Linked DNA regions of Gasterosteus aculeatus: region 2 is linked to region 1. A link is a contact called in public Hi-C data. All regions are on one chromosome and are shown on one strand. The core of a region is the stretch at or near the end of the contact, and the rest is flanking DNA. Distances in the headings are between cores, read along the strand shown.

Region 1 (3,419 bases), core at 559-3,058:
GCGGGCTATGTAAATATTATTGTTAAATCCGAGATGAGATGCAGTTCCCTGACAAATCTCCCGCTGCCGCTACTCCTGTCATACGGGCCGCCAAAAATGTATCACCTTGTCAGGCGGTACGCCCCCCCCGCTCCCTTCCCCCCATCCCTTCCCCACGCCTCGCTTTCTCTTCCTCGTGTCAGTGCCGATGGTTTGGAAACAGATGTATCCGCTATCTGCTACAGAGGTTAGCGTAGAAGCTACATCACCAACTCCATTGGAACTGGAGAATATTCCTCCTTTTTGAAAGAAAGTAAATGGCCGAGAGCCCTTTCTCTCTCTTCTCCCTGCTGTTTGGTAAGAGTTTGATTGACGTGTCGAATCGATGACCAAAGTCCAAAATCGCATTTTATAAAAGCATCAGAAAAAGGAAAAATGTCAATGTACATCCCTTGCCTTGCAACATGTGATTGATTTAATTTGTGTGACTGTATATCGCCCAAGCAGTTTCCAATTCCTCTTGGATGGTTCTTTGTACTCAATCATCAGGGCGCTCCTTCACAATGACGACAAAATAAATTTGCCACAGTTGCTCCTCTTTTTCAATAAAATGTATGAATAGATTTTCGCAGAAAGAGGACCAACGACTAGAATCCTATTGACCCGGAGCAGCTACTGGGAGTCTGAGCTAAACTACTAAACCCCGCTGAGCTTTTTTATTGAGTTTACTCTGAGCCAAATACTTGGGTATGTTTGTCTAGGGCCTTTATTGTGAAAGGCAAGAGCGAGGGAGTGGAACCACAGAGCTGCCGGGTTGCTGTGCTCTGTGGAGGACCCTCTGAACGTATTTGCTCCGTATAAAGTGATCGATTGCTGCCTCGTTCTGGAAAAAAATTATACCAATATGTGGAAATTAATCTCGGGGAGAAAAGAAAGCACAAATTTTGGCAAGACAGCAAATAAGCTTATTTTCCGCTACGTCTCTGCATACTGAACAAAGATCACACCATTACCTGCTCGCAGCATGTTCCCAGTGACAGACAGAGACGACGAGAATTAGACCCCAAGAAGCCGAGTAATGAAGCAGTGATGGCGTCTGAACATCCCGGTCTTGTAAATGATTAACGCGCCGTTTATTCACAGCCTAAATGAGCAGCAGGTCTATATGTGCTCACATCCTGACCTCTGTGAGTAATGGCATGGTGACCGTGTGTGTGTGTGTGAGAGAGAGAGAGAGACCATGTGCACCATTAAGGGAGAGGAGTACATCAAGATAATGTACCTCTGCTCACCCCCAACTCTCTGCAGCTCTGACTGTGATCAATAACCTGTCCGTCCGCACGCTCTGCTCGCCTCGCTCTTGTCCTGTTAATCACGAAAATGTGTCGCGTGAAGGTACCCGACTTCATGAATTCCTGCTATAACGAGGCCTCCATGTCATGAATACAATACATACAATTGTGTCTGTTTTTATGAAGCAATTGACTGTAGTACTTTAAATGATGTAAACCACATTTAGCCTGGATCTTCGTGTCTACTACTCTGACCACCAGCGTCTCCACTGTCTCCAGTGATTTCTCTATCCCGGCTTGTGTCTGTCACAGTCTTTACCCTTCCCACCGGCCTGATTGCTCATGAGCAGATTCGTAAGGTTCCCCGAAGGGCTCGTGCGCTACTACGTTTATGAATGACATAATTTGTAATACGCTGTTGAACTTGTTGGTACGAAATGAACAAATGAGTTGCTGCTTAGCATTTCGACATGCCATCTGCCTCTCTAAATAGCATCGGGCCACGGCCAATTGATTTCCACAGAGGCGAGACGGGGCGCCAACGGTTGTGTGAAGCGGAGTTTGACGTTGCTCGTGCCGATACAAGCCCGAACATCACAACACACCTAATAATCGACCGCTTGGAAATGTCACACCAAAGCTCGTCTGTTCATACAAGGGCACACGGGCACTGTGCAAGGAAATTACTCCTCGGCCTTTCCCACTCGCAGCTCTTCTGCTGTGGCTCGGTTTGAGTCGCCGCGTCTCCCGGCGGCATTTGTTTTAAGTCTGCAAGCAGCATCCTTTCCTCCGAGGGGCTGCCAGTGATTTATGGCTTTTCATTATTTCTTCAGGTAAAACACGCGGCCACTCTGTGGTTGAACTCGTCGCAACAACGTGGGGCAGCAATGAGAACTTGACATCAACAATTACCAGCGAATTAAGCTTTGAGAAAAGCTGCCCACCCTCTGCAGCTGGGGGGAGGAAAGCTGCGGTTAGACGGGCCGCTTCCAGTTGGATGGCGGTAGGAAAGAAGGCGCACCGCAAACCCCTAGTGTGGTAATTAAAGGTAAATAATTAATGATGAATAGTTGATTAGCTTTTCATGTGACAGCATTTCCTCGCTTCAGAGAGGCCTAAACTCCCTGTAGCTAAGAAGTAGATGGTGGACGGGCGGCGCAGCCTCACAGGGGGGGCGCTGATGTCACGCAGGTGTGCCCGTTCTCGGCCAGGTCCGTCCCCGTGAGGGGACACCTCTCGGGGGCCTGGAACCCGAGCCGGCACCAGCTCGAGGCGGCAGAGGGTCAGGTGGGTTGATGATGGACACGCGAGGGTCCACACAAAGGGTTCCATACATGCATGTGCTACTGCAAAGACACACGCTTAGAGGCACCTAACGGACTCTGGGTCAAAGTCTGTGTAACGTTTGGGTTAAAGGATGAAGAATTAAACACTTCCAAAGCCAAACGCCTCAGCCAGATAGTTAATATATTATCAAGTTATTCATTAAAACGACAATCATTGTCGCTGTCAATGAAACGCTAACCTTCCTCCACGAAGTATTATATCCCAAAAAATAGTGAGAACAACAAAAGATCAAACAACACTCCAAAAGATTTCACTGTAAATTAACGGTATTTTACTGGCAGCAAGGACGCCAGGAGTTTACTGTTATTTGACGGTATAATACCGTTAATGGTTTTTACACTCTTACCGTAAAATGGATTACTGTATGTTACAGTAAACTAGAAGCGAAGGCGGTGCATGGGATAGGGAGGGTGTGCTGTGCAGCGCAAGGTCGGCGGTTTGAATCCTGGCTGCTTCCTTTGCCAAGTCGAGGTGTCCCTGAGAAAGACACCTAACCCCCAATTACTCCTCATAAAATTATGTCAAACCATGGGCGTTTTGGATAAAACTGACAGCCGCATGTAAAGTAATGTCCTGTAAGTCAAAGTCATCAGCGTATCTCATGAGATACTATCTCATTATGATGACTTACAGGATATTTTTTTCAGTGGCTGACATGGGCTTCCATACATTAACCTACAACAGATGTAGATGGATTGTGATTCACTGCACTTGTATGTGTATTTCAACCACTTCATAAAATATATGTAACATGCAGTTGAATTACGGAAGTCTGCTATTATTGTAAATTGACAGCTTTAA
Region 2 (3,419 bases), core at 477-2,976, 65 kb after region 1:
GCTCCTCACACGTGTGCTGCGTGACCGTCTACACACACACAGGCAAATGCCACAAGCCTCTGAATGTCAATTAAGTGTGATTCATCTCCCCGGTGCATCGGGGGGGTCGGCAGAGTGTTGCCACTCGTTTATCCGCCTCTCGTCTCCCCGCCGGGCCGACGCTCCGGTTCCGCAGCGACTTCTGCTGCAGAATAGGCCGCAAATTGTGGGGGCAATTGGGGTTGTGAGCGAATAATGGCAAAGGGCTGAAAAGACGTGGATCACGGTGCATTGATACCAATCTCCCTAATAGCACGTGGACAAGTGTGTGTGTGTGTGTGTGTCGCTTCAAGGGAAAAATAACCACAGTCAACAGTTCCATGTGATTTCCCAGGGCCGAGTGTTTAGCTGAAATTACAGTCTGTATTAATGGAGTGTGCGCTAAAGGGTGTGCTTCAGTGGGTCGGCGGGTGCATAACTGGAAGTGTTTGTGGATCAAGAGGCAGAAACAAATCATAGGTATTAATATTGTCTCGTCGTTGAACTGTGGTTCCTCTGCCAGTTTCCTTGTCGTCACTTCAAGGGCGTCCTCCGGATCTGAAGCGTGCTCGGCAGCTCTTTGGTGCCGTGTGCCATTTGTCTCTTCTGAAGGCTTTCTAAAGCAGCGAGGGTTGACCGGTCGCTATTGGCAACCAAAGACTGGTGCCCCTTTGCCAGCCTTGCTCCCACTTCTTAAAGTCAGCCCTGTTATGCATGAGTTTATTTGATCACAGAAACCTTTTTTTTGGTGTGTGGGAACAAACGATCAGAGCGAACATCTTGTTCAACTGATTTGCTTTAAAGAATCCTGTCAAACATGTTCAAAAACAACCAGCCTGCCGCAACATTCAAAGACGGAGTGGGGATTTTAACTTGTCATGTCTACTGCGGTGCCTTGCTTAAGCATCCACGCATTTCTCACAACCACAGATTTACTTTATTGAGATATTATTTAATGGGCCGACACAAAATAGTCCGTCATCTGGGAAAGTTGACATGGATTTCAAAATGATTTATAGCGTAAAAGTGTGCACATGTAGTGAGTGTAGAGCAGGTATGGAACGGAGGTTTGGGGTAAATTGCGGCGCGGTCTGGTTGATCCTTCTGGAGGCGGTCGCCTGCCCTCGGCTCCCTCCCTGTTCTCCCTCTCAGAGCTGCACGTTTTCCCTCCTCACATCTCTTTACTCTGCTCGTCCCTCATCGTTTCTGCCCCTCAGTCTCTCCGCTTTAGTCATTCATTTAGTCCCTTTGACTGCTGACTTTCTCTCATTCTGTTGCATTTATCCTTCCACATGAATTCTTCTTCTTCATGTTCCTGTCCTTTCTTGGGGCTCCGTCAAACTATTTTTGCGCATTTTGCTTTTAGCCTTTTTAGCCGCCTCCTTTACCTTCTCTGTCACCCCCCCCCCTCTGTGTCACAGTGGGACCACTGTGTTTTGTGGCTTTGATGTGATGCCCTCAGAGTGTGTGTGTGTGTGTGTGTGTGCATCATTTCAGCGCCTTTATGAATATTGGGAGTTGCTCATTTAAGTGAAGGGGAATTCATTTGTGAGTTTGTGCATGAAAGAGAAAATAAGTAAGAAAGTAGAAGAAGAAGAATGCAGCGGAATGAGGAGAGCCAAATAACGGAGGGGGGGGGGTGTTGCGGGTTTGGTTATTGCCGCTCTTGTTGATTTAGGCCCGTGCATGTGTGCACATGTCTGGTTGACTGGTTTCACAGCCCATTGTGTCCCTCAGGGGAGAGACTCTAGTTCAATGACTGAATCAGTCTTGTATGCACTCATAGATTCTAAATATGCAGATGCTCCGTACACGCACACACACACACACACATACACACACACACACACACACACCCCAGTGTGTTCCCATCACTCTGGACGATGTTCCATCTGCTTGCATTTATTTCCCGGACAGTAAAAGGTGCACAGTACAGGGTTGGGATTGTCTGAGTTTCCTGTTGACGGTTGTCATAGTGACAAAGCCTGAGCTGAGGACCAGCAGCTAACGGCATTTTAAACTACGGCAAAAGTTTCCAACATGCGCCCCGACCCCACGTGCAGCACAGACACACGCGTCCTCTCGGTTTTCCACAGCTAATTCTCATTCACCTCCATGCTTTGGCATGTAACGCATTGTCCTAATCGATCCCTCACACGCTAAGAGGCTTTTTCTCTGGAGCCCCCCGGGACCAGCCAGACGTTCGCCAATGATCCCCCCGCCCTCCTCTCGCAGGGAGAGTGAGAGGCCGACTTCTCGGATTAATTTTATCTTCACAGGCGCAGAGGCTGACTGTGAGGGCAGAGGGGAGGTGATGGAGAAAAGACCGTGGTGGGATTTGACCCCCGAGTCGGCGGGGGGTTCATGGCAGGGGTCCTGATCACTGCACGAGTGCCGAGCAGAGAGCAGCGAGAAGAGAAGGAGCAAAGTGTTGGAGTTAATGAAGTGTGCAGCAAGAGGCTGGATGATGAAGACCATTGTAGCAAAATGAGGGGATTCAAAGGACGGAACAATCAAAGCCTCTTTCGGAAATGTCCCCTGATAGTGTTTGCAAGCCGCTGGACTTCATCGCATGAACAAAGGATTACAACTTCTCCGCTCTTTCTTTCTTCCATCCTTGTTTCCTTCTTTTTTTCCTTTTCTTTTCTCCGCCATCTCATAATGATGAGATAAGATTACAAGGTCATTAAAGTTCATTCATTTCAACTAATTTAATGCAGCAAATGTGTGTGTGTGAGTGTCCATATCGTGCCATAATACATATATATAAACTGTAACTACAGCTATATTAATATATACTGTATATACATATACATATGCGTTTTTATATGTATATATATACACATACATATACATATATGTGTTTTTATATATATATATATATATATATATATATATATAAGGCACAATTGCTGAGGTTTCCTTGTGCTGACACAGATAAATAAAAGTAAGACCCATTGCTGCGAGACAGGGACAATTCAGCTCTGCTGCTGCTGGTGCTTTTAATGAACACTAGACGAGGCTTGTGTCCAGTTTTTAAATGTCTATCCGTGACTCGTGATGTTGTGAGCAGAATATCTCCTGTTCAGGGGTTTGTGTTGTTCTCAAAATAAAAAAGGCTCAAGTGCACTTTCTGCCACAATGTTTTCATTTGTCGAATCCTCGTTGGATCTGGTGAGAGCCCGGCTCTCCCCAGTGTGTTTGGACACGGAGAAATAACACGATGAGCAGGGCCGCTGATTCTTCTGAGGGTATCGGGTCCACAGCCCTTCTCCATTTCTTGGCTAAAAGTAGAGATAAAGCTGCTGAACCATTTATGGATCTTTGGCACGTCAGCAATGTAATATCCTTGTTAGATTGTCTGATGTTCTAATGTGGCATGAAGCATTTCTCCTACATGC

The links. A called contact is a pair of places that touch in the nucleus more often than the background predicts.
Region 2: a Hi-C map of whole body shows a contact between it and region 1, with 2.0 times the contacts expected there. The contact joins two enhancer-like sites. A contact is called at or near these places in 2 of 6 Hi-C or Micro-C datasets (skeletal muscle and whole body).

Annotation. Positions count from the first base shown.
Region 1 is chr10:2,600,998-2,604,416 of fGasAcu3.hap1.1, forward strand. The region is part of intron 1 of pvrl2l (PVR cell adhesion molecule related 2 like); the gene reads left to right. Among protein-coding and RNA genes, the nearest start is that of pvrl2l, 21 kb to the left of the region's middle. Within about 2 kb of position 1,809, at least 3 of the 9 cell types and tissues checked have open chromatin away from gene starts, as enhancers often do.
Region 2 is chr10:2,666,130-2,669,548 of fGasAcu3.hap1.1, forward strand. All of the region lies in intron 1 of pvrl2l (PVR cell adhesion molecule related 2 like), which reads left to right. Among protein-coding and RNA genes, the nearest start is that of pvrl2l, 86 kb to the left of the region's middle. Within about 2 kb of position 1,727, at least 3 of the 9 cell types and tissues checked have open chromatin away from gene starts, as enhancers often do.